Linked DNA regions of Mus musculus: region 1 is linked to region 2. A link is a contact called in public Hi-C data. All regions are on one chromosome and are shown on one strand. The core of a region is the stretch at or near the end of the contact, and the rest is flanking DNA. Distances in the headings are between cores, read along the strand shown.

Evidence for each region. A called contact is a pair of places that touch in the nucleus more often than the background predicts.
Region 1: a Hi-C map of bone marrow-derived macrophages shows a contact between it and region 2, with 3 times the contacts expected there. The contact joins two enhancer-like sites. A contact is called at or near these places in 5 of 484 Hi-C or Micro-C datasets (bone marrow-derived macrophages, cerebral cortex, forebrain and 1 more) and 1 of 9 other capture datasets (bone marrow-derived macrophages).

Annotation. Positions count from the first base shown.
Region 1 is chr9:16,214,100-16,218,962 of GRCm38.p6, forward strand. All of the region lies in intron 3 of Fat3 (FAT atypical cadherin 3), which reads right to left. Among named protein-coding and RNA genes, the nearest start is that of Fat3, 290 kb to the right of the region's middle. Within about 2 kb of position 1,467, at least 189 of the 459 cell types and tissues checked have an H3K27ac peak or open chromatin away from gene starts, as enhancers often do. A contact at or near this core is called in bone marrow-derived macrophages, where this site is marked.
Region 2 is chr9:16,044,010-16,048,857 of GRCm38.p6, forward strand. All of the region lies in intron 4 of Fat3 (FAT atypical cadherin 3), which reads right to left. Among named protein-coding and RNA genes, the nearest start is that of Mtnr1b, 170 kb to the left of the region's middle. Within about 2 kb of position 2,887, at least 11 of the 459 cell types and tissues checked have an H3K27ac peak or open chromatin away from gene starts, as enhancers often do. A contact at or near this core is called in bone marrow-derived macrophages, where this site is marked.

The sequences.
Region 1 (4,863 bases), core at 217-2,716, 170 kb after region 2:
GTTCCTGCTTTCTGACCTGCTTGAGTTCCAGTCCTGACTTCCTTTGATGATGAGCTAAATAAACGCTTTCCTCCCCAACTTGCTTCTTGGTCATGATGTTTGAGCAGGAATAGAAACCCTGACTAAGACACCAGTTATACAATGTTTGAAGGAATACCTTATGCTGAGGCTGATTAGCAATTTGTGGCTTTTTAAAAAAATCTTGCCGGGAGTGGTGGCACACACCTTTAATCCCAGCACTTGGGAGGCAGAGGCAGGCAGATTTCTGAGTTCGAGGCCAGCCTGGTCTACAAAGTGAGTTCCAGGACAGCCAGAGCTACACAGAGAAACCCTGTCTCAAAAAACCAAAAAAAAAAAAAAAAAAAAATCTTTATGAGGCTTGACAGCTGGAAATTAGCAAACTAACCAACAAGTGCATTTACCCAGAGCTATAGCACAGTGAACTGGGTTGCAAACTGGCCGTGTTTGGAAAAATGGTTGCCTTGCTATCTATCTCCACCCCATGCCCTCTTCCTCCACCAGCTTGAAAAGCACCTGGATCAACATGGAATCTGAGCACCCAAGTTCAGGAAGAAGATGAAGGCATGAATGAATGAATGAATGAATGACCCACCAGGGTTTTCACACTCTGATAGGGAAAGTAGACCAAAACGCAGGCAGGATGTGTCATGAGGAAAGCATGCAAGCTTTGCCCTGGCGACAAGCTGAGGTGCATCGAGGGTGCTTTAGATGGAAATGCTCTTCTTGATGTAACTTCCTCACAGGTACTGTAGGCCTTGAGATAATGGGGAGGAGATGATGGAAAGCCAGAAGCACAGCCCGTGGCTGGTGGAGGGCATCTGGGAGGCTTAGATAAAAGCTATAAGAATGGAGGCACTGCAGGGCAGGAGATTGGATATCAATTATCCTGGGTCCTTTTGCACTGTCTTAATGCAGAACACTAGAAGAACTTTTACCTAAAAGGGTTTAGAAAGCATTCTGTCTTCCTCTGCAGTGTGCTGAGATATAGAAACCCGTAAGACAACATAATTACACTTCTTGAGTGCCTATTGTATCCCAGGTGTTGAAATAAACACTCCAACTTGGCTGAGTTAGCCATGGGACTATTAATCATTATCAGGTTTTTTTTTTTTTTTTTTTTTTTTCCTTCCAAGTGAGCAGACAGGCTCTCTGAGTTGGTTTTTAGCTTGTCTGGTCATAAGCTGATAGTATAATCAGCATGCACACACAAAGTATTTTCTTTTAGCTAAATAAGTTAGAGAAAGAAATGAGGAAATGCAGGGTGGGGGTGAGAATTGTAATTTACAAGTGTTTGTGTGTCTTTGAGAATGTAAACACCATAGCTTCTCAGAAGGATTCTGTGAATTCTGCTGACTAGGCCAATGACAGAGCAGAGCTGTGTCTGGCCCATCCAGAGGGGAAGTGTGGCTGCCAGGATTAGTCAGCACGGGCCATTGCTTCCCCTTTCAGCTCAGACACAAGACACAAAGAGGCTGTGATAAGGGAACAGAGTCTCTGCTCAGCTCAGCCTGGGAGTCAGCTGCAAGAGACTGACCAGAGGTGGCCTAGACATGCTCGAATGAACAAACCAATACAAATCTTAAAGAAAAGCCAGACCTGGCCCTGTAGCTAAAGGTGCACAAACTGTTATCCTAGAATTTAACACACAGAGAAGGAAAGCACCCACAGCCAGCCATCACCTCCTGTTTCCAGCAAGGGCTAATTTTATGGCATGTGGTTCAATCTATTCTCAATGGAAAGTTGCAAAAAATTATTTTTGGCATAACCCAAAGAAATATGTTTTCCTGTTCTGCACCAAGCTAAATTGTCAGTGCTGCTCAGAATTTCTGACACAGGCACAGTTGTGAGTGAGATGCATTGCTGAATTTTCTACTGTGTTTAGAGGCAGGGAAATAAAAAGCTGGCAATTGAGTTAGGTGGAATATGCTATAAAGCACTGACCTGTTCCACCAAGCCAGTGGCTACTTCATCCTGCCTCCAGGGACATTTTAGTAAGGGGTTTGAAATAGACCTGGAATCCTCCAGCTTTTCCATTTTTTCCCTTCCTTCCTTGGATGGAATCTTTTCCTACTTGGCATTCCCGAATAAGCGAGGCATGGAAGGTTCTGGGATAGGTGTTGCAATGTTCCCACCAGTGCTCCTGGGCACCTAGTTCTACCTCTGGTTTGGCAAAAGGCCGAGCTTGTTACATTATGTTACAGAGAACCTCTGGTGTTTGCACAAAAGCCACATTTCCGCATTCGAAAGCCAAGCACATTAAGTGGTGACTGACAGAGTCTGGTGTCACCATGCCCCAGCTGTAACTTATTTCTTTGAAGAGGAAGCACTCTTCCAGAAAGTTCTAGAGTCTACCTTCTTTGAATCTGAACTCTTGTCTCGTTTATCTTTGTACTTACAGCCCAATGGCACAACACAGGAAGCTCACAAACACGTGACATAGACACAGAACCTAAACTGTGATGCAATATCAGTGCTCGAAGCTGGAAAAGTGCAAGCAGGCTGCTAACCTTTACATGCACAGCACCATCAGAAGGGCTTGCCTTCCTGGGAACCTGGAAAGGCACCAAGGTGTTTTTCACTTGTTTTTATTTTCTGCACTATTTCTTTTTATCTTAGCACTTTGCTTCTTCTGTTTATCTACAGATTTCCAATGATTCTTTCTTTTCTTTAGTACATTATTTAAGGTATGTTATAGGGACAATGTTAAGTATCCTTAAAACAATAGCAAAGGAAAAGTCAATAAATCTTAGAATTATAGCTTTTGCTTAAAAAAAGCAGGTTGTGACTTCAATTGGAATTCACTAATCTTTGAAAAATAATTTAACTTTTTATTCTTTTTCATACAATATATTTTAATAATTTTCTTTTCTTATCCCAACTTTTCTCAGATCCTCCCTACCTAACTTCATGTTCTCTCTCTCTCAAAAAAAATCCCCTGAAAATAAAAACAGAGAAAATAATAATAATAATAATAATAATAAAGCAATAAGACAAAAAAGACCCACACAAAATTAACAAGCAACAACAAGATATAGCCCATGAAGTTGGTCAGTTATGGCCCGCTACTCCTGGACAGGTCCTGCCCTGGAGGGTGATTGATAAATCCAATGATCCTCTTCCCAGGGAACTCTGAATGTATGACATAAATGCACTTCTCCATATGATCCTTTAGGCCTTTTCTCAATTTCTCACTGGGAAATTAAGCATGTCCCTATGTTTATTGAATATCGTAATCATGAACCTTATCTTTCATGTTAAAAATAGATTATAGATTATGTTTTCTCCTTCCTAGTAACCTTAAAAATACGTTATCTCACTTTTACATTTGAGTGTGGAACTTCTGCTATAAAAGGCATAATTAGATTATTTCACAATTAGATCAATATTTAAAATTAAGTTACAACTAGTTATATAAATATATCACATCTTACATTTAAATAAAAATATAGCTGGGACATGGCACAAGAATAGAACACTTGTCTAACATGAACAAGATGGCCTGTTCAGCTTATACTAATGGTGTGTGTGTGTGTTTGTGTGTGTGTGTGTGTGTGTGTGTGTGTGTGTGTGTGTGGAAAGAGAGAAAGAGAGAGAGAGAGAGAGAGAGAGAGAGAGAGAACGTATTAACATATTAACTTAGTCTCTGTAGTTTGCTGCTGTAGATTCAGAAAATGCCTGATGCTGAGATGGTTGAATTTTCATCTGAATTCTTATATTTAAATTTTCACATCATTGCCTACAGAGAGCATGGACAATTTGTAATATTAGCAGTTTCTCAGATGTAAAATATTAAAATCTGCTTTTGTATTTCAAGGGTTATTTCTAATTACATGCATACTTGCTGATCCATCTGCATACTACATGGATGTCTGTGGTTATATATGCTTGAATGATTATTGAAAATTAAGTAACATCATAAACAGTCAAATTAATTTCTTTGAGCATACCAAAGGCAGAAAGCTTACCCTAAGATAAAATATTATTTGCCTCAGCAAACATGCAGTCTTTCTTTATACATCACTGAATTTGTTACTTTTTACTTGATAGAATTAAAGGGAGGGGGAGAGAGAGAGAGAGAGAGAGAGAGAGAGAGAGAGAGAGAGAGAAAGAGAGAGAACCTTGAAAATTAGCAGGCATCTCCCAAAGAACATTATGAACAGCAGTATACCTTATCTGGACGAGTAATTTAAGATTTTGGTCTGCAGTGTTTTACTGTCAAAGCAGCATGCCCATTTTCTGTAATAATATGACCAAGTACAGTTATTTCAGTAAGAAATGGTTTCCGTGAGAACTGGTAAGGTACAGAGAACCATAAAGGAAGACAAATTTCTAAGTTGCTTTCTCTGTCTGCAATAGTGGCAATCCTTGTAAAATACAAAAGGTGAGATTGCAGGGTTTGAAAAGAATGTGTTCATCCAAATTTTACAGAGAGGCTAAATTGCAGCTTGCTGAAGAGAAACTCTCAAAGCAAACACACACATATACACTTCACATATGTGCGCATTCACAAACAATATCAACAAGACACACATGGGTATGTACACAAATATATGCACAAATACACTAGCACACACACACACAGAGGAATATTTACACAAGGACAACAAATCACTCAGTTACAAGTTCTAGTCAGAACGAATGCAGACAGAGTTCATCACCCTATTTTCAGTGCAATTGGTTTGGAAGGATTCAGAAGAGTTTTCTCAATGTAGACAAAGTTCTAGACGAGCACAATTGAACGTTGTGCTTTTAGTGCAAGTTCTTTTCAGGTATAACCTCCCGATGGAACCCAGGCATCTGCTGAAATTGTGGGTATTTGTCTCCAACTGGCTCATATCAGCC
Region 2 (4,848 bases), core at 1,637-4,136:
AAGGGTTAAATACCATCAAAAACAAATACCTTAAGCATAGTTCTCTGTATCCAGCAAATTTATTTATGTATGTATTGATATTTATCACACCCTGTCTTCCAGGAGAATATAGCACAAGGACAAGCTACTGGTATTAACTTTTACTCTTCTGATTCCTAGAGGTTCATGCCATTTTCCATCAAAATGCTTCTGACCCCATATAAAATTCTCTCTCCAAAGAGTACACTTGTGAGTTCTTCAAGGACACTACTAGTCTTTCAGTTTTCCACTTTCAGGGTCTGTGTCAGAAAAATACTGAAGGAGATGTATGGAACTGTATACTGTCAGAGACAGGAGAACTCAAACATGAATAATTTAGTAGTAAAATAATTCTGTGTGTTTAGAAAATGACACCAATCATACAGACAAAAGTGACCCAAAGAAATGTCTAAAATTGTTAATATTTTTAATGATTTATAATGAAGGATGATCCCTGAAAGATCTTTTGTTGACAGCCTGGATCCCTACACAGCAGAATTCATTGGTGGTGACTGTAGGAAATGATTGGATCATGGGTGCCTTGTCTTCATGAATAGATTCATCTACTGATAGACTCCTGTATGGGGCATTATTAGGAAGTGAAGGAACTAATAGGAGGTGGAGCCTGGAGGGGGAGAGTAGCCCATGAGGGCCTTGCCTTGGAAGGGTATGTCCTGTCCTTTGCTTCTCTGAGTGAGAAGAGTAGCTCTGAGCTCCTTGGCCTTCGCCATCAGGGTACTCTGCCTTTTCACACATGCACAGCAATGGCACCAGATAACCATCAGGCGAGACCTTTGGAAGCAGGAACTGAAATAAATCTTTACTTTTTGAAGTTGTTTCTCTTAAGTATCTGCTATAGTAAAGTTGAAAACAAAAACACTTAATGCAATACTTTAGTAAAGAATTTAAAAAAGAATTATATTGGAATTCTCATAGTCTGTCATATATTCTTAAAATTTGAAACAACTTTTGCAAAGAACGGATCTTTTTTGTGTATTTATATTACTTCTGAAGTTCACTTCTGTGAAATTAGTAGAGGAATCTATCCTTCAACTGTGAAATCACATGAACTCAGAAACCTTACAACTTAAAATGAGTAATTTCCCAAAAGGATAATTCTTAAAGGCTTACATTTCCCACCCCTTCCCAGTGGGCGTTCATCTGCTGCCACACATAGCCATAGGATGAATCTTCTGTTCTGTGGACAGCAGAGGCAGAATATTAGGGAAGAGTGTTCCCACCATTATGCCCCAGGTAGTCCCAGTCCTCAGGCCCAATTAATGTAAAAGCAGTGGCTGATGAGCTTTCTGCGATGTCAAAATCGAACTACATTAAATGTGCTAAGTCATGAAAGATAAATGTGAGTTACAGTGCCTTGGGAATCAATTAAAGATAGATGAGCTAGATGTGTATCTGTAAACTCCAGAAAGAGTTATTTTTGCCTAGTCGAAAAATGTACAAAAGGTACTTGCACAGAAAGCAACCCAGTAAGCTGTTGGTTTCTTTGCTAGGTAAAAATCCTAACTCACCTGGATCAGACAGATGAAGTTACACAATCCTGAAAACATTCTCAGAGCGGTATAATGGTGGTCAATTTAGCAATTCAGACCAGAGTTATTCTCGTGCTGAGCAGATTGCCCTATATCACTCAGCTTGCAAGCATGGGATGACATTGTCGGGAGAGCTCTACTGCCTCCACTTCCTCTCAAAAGGTTCTTCTCAGAAGGTCAGGCCCATAAGTGCCTCTGTGTGAAGGCCTCTGAGATCTCTGGTGGGAAGCCCTGAACAATGAATAATGGATGTCTCTTTGTAAAACTCTCTTTAGCGGGCAGCCAAATCTATTTTTACTTCATGGCAAAAGCACTTCGGGAGACATATTCCCAAACCACATTACAGGATGTGTGAGGTGGTGGAGACTGCCAAATGCTGGTAACGTTTAACATGGCAATACCCCACTTGTGGGATATTGAGCACTAATTGTGCTGATAAGCCTTGTTCTAAACTTGAGCACAGAATTTTGTGAGTCAGTACCCCTCTTTTTCTCTGGCACTTATCAAAAGAGTAAGCCTGGATTCAAAGAAGGAAAAAATAATCTACAAAATATATAGGAAAGATCCTTGGAACCCATGTAGAGACAGAAAGTGGAGTCATTTTCTGAAACTCACAAATTCAGTAGAATTTTTTTTTTCTGTATAATGAAAATCCCAGCAGGAACTCCAGATCAAAACAGATTTAGAAAGTGATGATATCTGTGGATTACAGAGTTATAAGCTTCCATACTCAAATGCCTAGGCTCATTACCATTGCAGGGGACCCACTCTACTTCCTTTGAAGCTGGAAGAAGTTAGACAAATGAAAAGACTGTGGGACGAGATATCAGAGTGCCTGGATGGCAGTCGAGGACCAGATGGCAAAGTAATGAATATTCTCTAAGATCTGGACCTTTGATGGACAGAGGCTTGGACACGTCACTAAAGTGCAAGGCAGACTGTGAGAGCCTCTGTCCTCTTAAATTGCTTCTTGGATAGACTTAAATCCCTGAGTTATCTCAAGTCTTGGTGTTCTTGGGTTTGGTTGGTGGGTTTCCAGAGTAACAAGGAAAAAACAAGCAATCAGCCACCCAGAACACATGCTGGAGGGACCCAAGATGTTCTGATATTAGCACTGATGATACTTGGGCCATCTCCTTCACAACCCACTCTCAGAGCACTTTGCTATCTATGATTCAATTTGAACCTCTTAGCAACTTAACTAGGGAAGTTGATGAAGCAATTCTAATCTCATGTGATGGTAGATAGAAGACTCACCAAGGTCAGAGGCTTCCTATGACTCGCTGACTCATAGGTCACAGGACAGTCTTGGCCAACTTAGCACTCTGTGAAATACAGGCTTATGCTATGTAGCTCTTGCTGACCTGCATGGCACCCCAGAAGCTCATAGTCCGAGAAAATACTAACTACATTACTACTGCACAGGTTGAGGCATAGGGTATTTCCTTTCAAGAAAAAAATTGTATTGCTTCTATCAATATTCTTCTTGATCTGTGTGATTCCTCTATGTACTCACTGATCCTAGAAAATCTGTAATAGGAAAGCCCTGTGGGAGTCAGAAAAGAGGATGAACTAAAATATAGTATCCACCCCCAGGAGCTGCCCATCTCAGGGGTGTCAGTTATGCTATAAATTTTGAATGTATAGGAGGGAAGAGGGCTCAGTGTATGGGCTGTGTATGAAACCAATCAGGTTAAGAGTCGCTCATTGTCACTGATGCCGTGGTATTATTCAAATGCCACAGCAGTGTCATGGGCAAATTGGTATTTTTTAAAAAGCAATGCCCTTTACTTTTGGGAAATCACATGTCTCCCGCAAAGAAATCAGTGTTATTGAGTTGTCTTTTTATAAGGTGATTATAGAATTCTTCATAAAATGGGATGTTGTAAATCCATCTGGGGTGATGTATTTGTGTTGCTTTGGACAGCTGCCCAGAGGATTTCTCAGTGTCCTGCTTATTCTTAAGATCTGTGTTTCTCACAAAATGCTAGAGGACAAAAATCATAGGTTTCATCCACCCTTCACAGATAAAAGAATTATGAGTTTATTGAGGAGTGAGAGTATTTTCCTTGCTGTCCCTCCACCTGGCTTCAGTGTGAACAGGGGAATTATAGCTATGGCTTCTCAGATGACAAAATAAGACACTGGATGACTAGGCAATGGGGATGGAAGGACTGACAAATCCATGTCCCTCATAGCATTGTTCTCAGCTGAACACCTCCTGGCACACCACAGCCATGAACTTCTGGTTAGTGATTTGTAGCATACCTGTACCAAATTAAGGAATAAAAGGCTATTCTTCCCAAATTATGATTATTAATCCCACTGATAATCAAAGCTTATTAATATATATAGTAAAAATTCCCAATGCCTCATTTAAGAGATATCATACAAAAATTAAATGAGGACATTATGATGTGCTTCTGTGTGTGTGCATGTACACATAAGTGAGTTCCCTTGCAGAGACCAGAGGCATTCGATCCCCTGGAGGTGAAGGTAACGGCCACTGGGAGGTACCTGATATGTGTAGTAGGAATTGAACTTGGGTCCTTTACAAGAGTAGTATATGTGCTTAACTGCTGAACCATCTTTAGGTCAGTGTTACTCAACAGGTGGGTTTCAACCTCTTTAAAGGTCTCATAACAGGTATCTTGCATAATAGATATTTACAGTATGTTCATAACAGTAGCAAAATTATAATTATGAAGTAGCAATGAAATAATTTAATGGTTGAGAAACTATATTAAAAGGATGCAGCATTAAGAAGATTGAGAACCACTGCTATATGTTATTATATTTGGATATTCACATAAGATTTTGGTGTCTTCTATTCATAAGCATTCATAATGCATGCTCATCTATATTTACAGAGTGGCACACACACACACACACACACACACACACACACACACACACACACACACATGCTTTGATTGTAGTTTAGGTGAGATCCTCAACCTGCCTTAAGATTGAATGAGACAGGAATAGGGATTGAATTTCTTGTATCTGCAGCTACCACATTATAGTGTAACAAAAAGCTCTAGCTATTCCTCAGATCCTGTGTCCTGTGGCTACTCAGAAAGACCCTGATGGTAATGAGCAGATTCTACATGAATGGAAATCAGAGACTAAAATCAGGCTGGCAATCCTCTTTGTTGGAGTGTAATCACTAGACTGGGCAGACTATTCAAAATTCCATTTTCTCCCCTTCTCCGCTGACACTACACTTCATCTTCTGCTTTTCCAAACATTTAGAATAGTGACTTTGCATCCTCTGAGG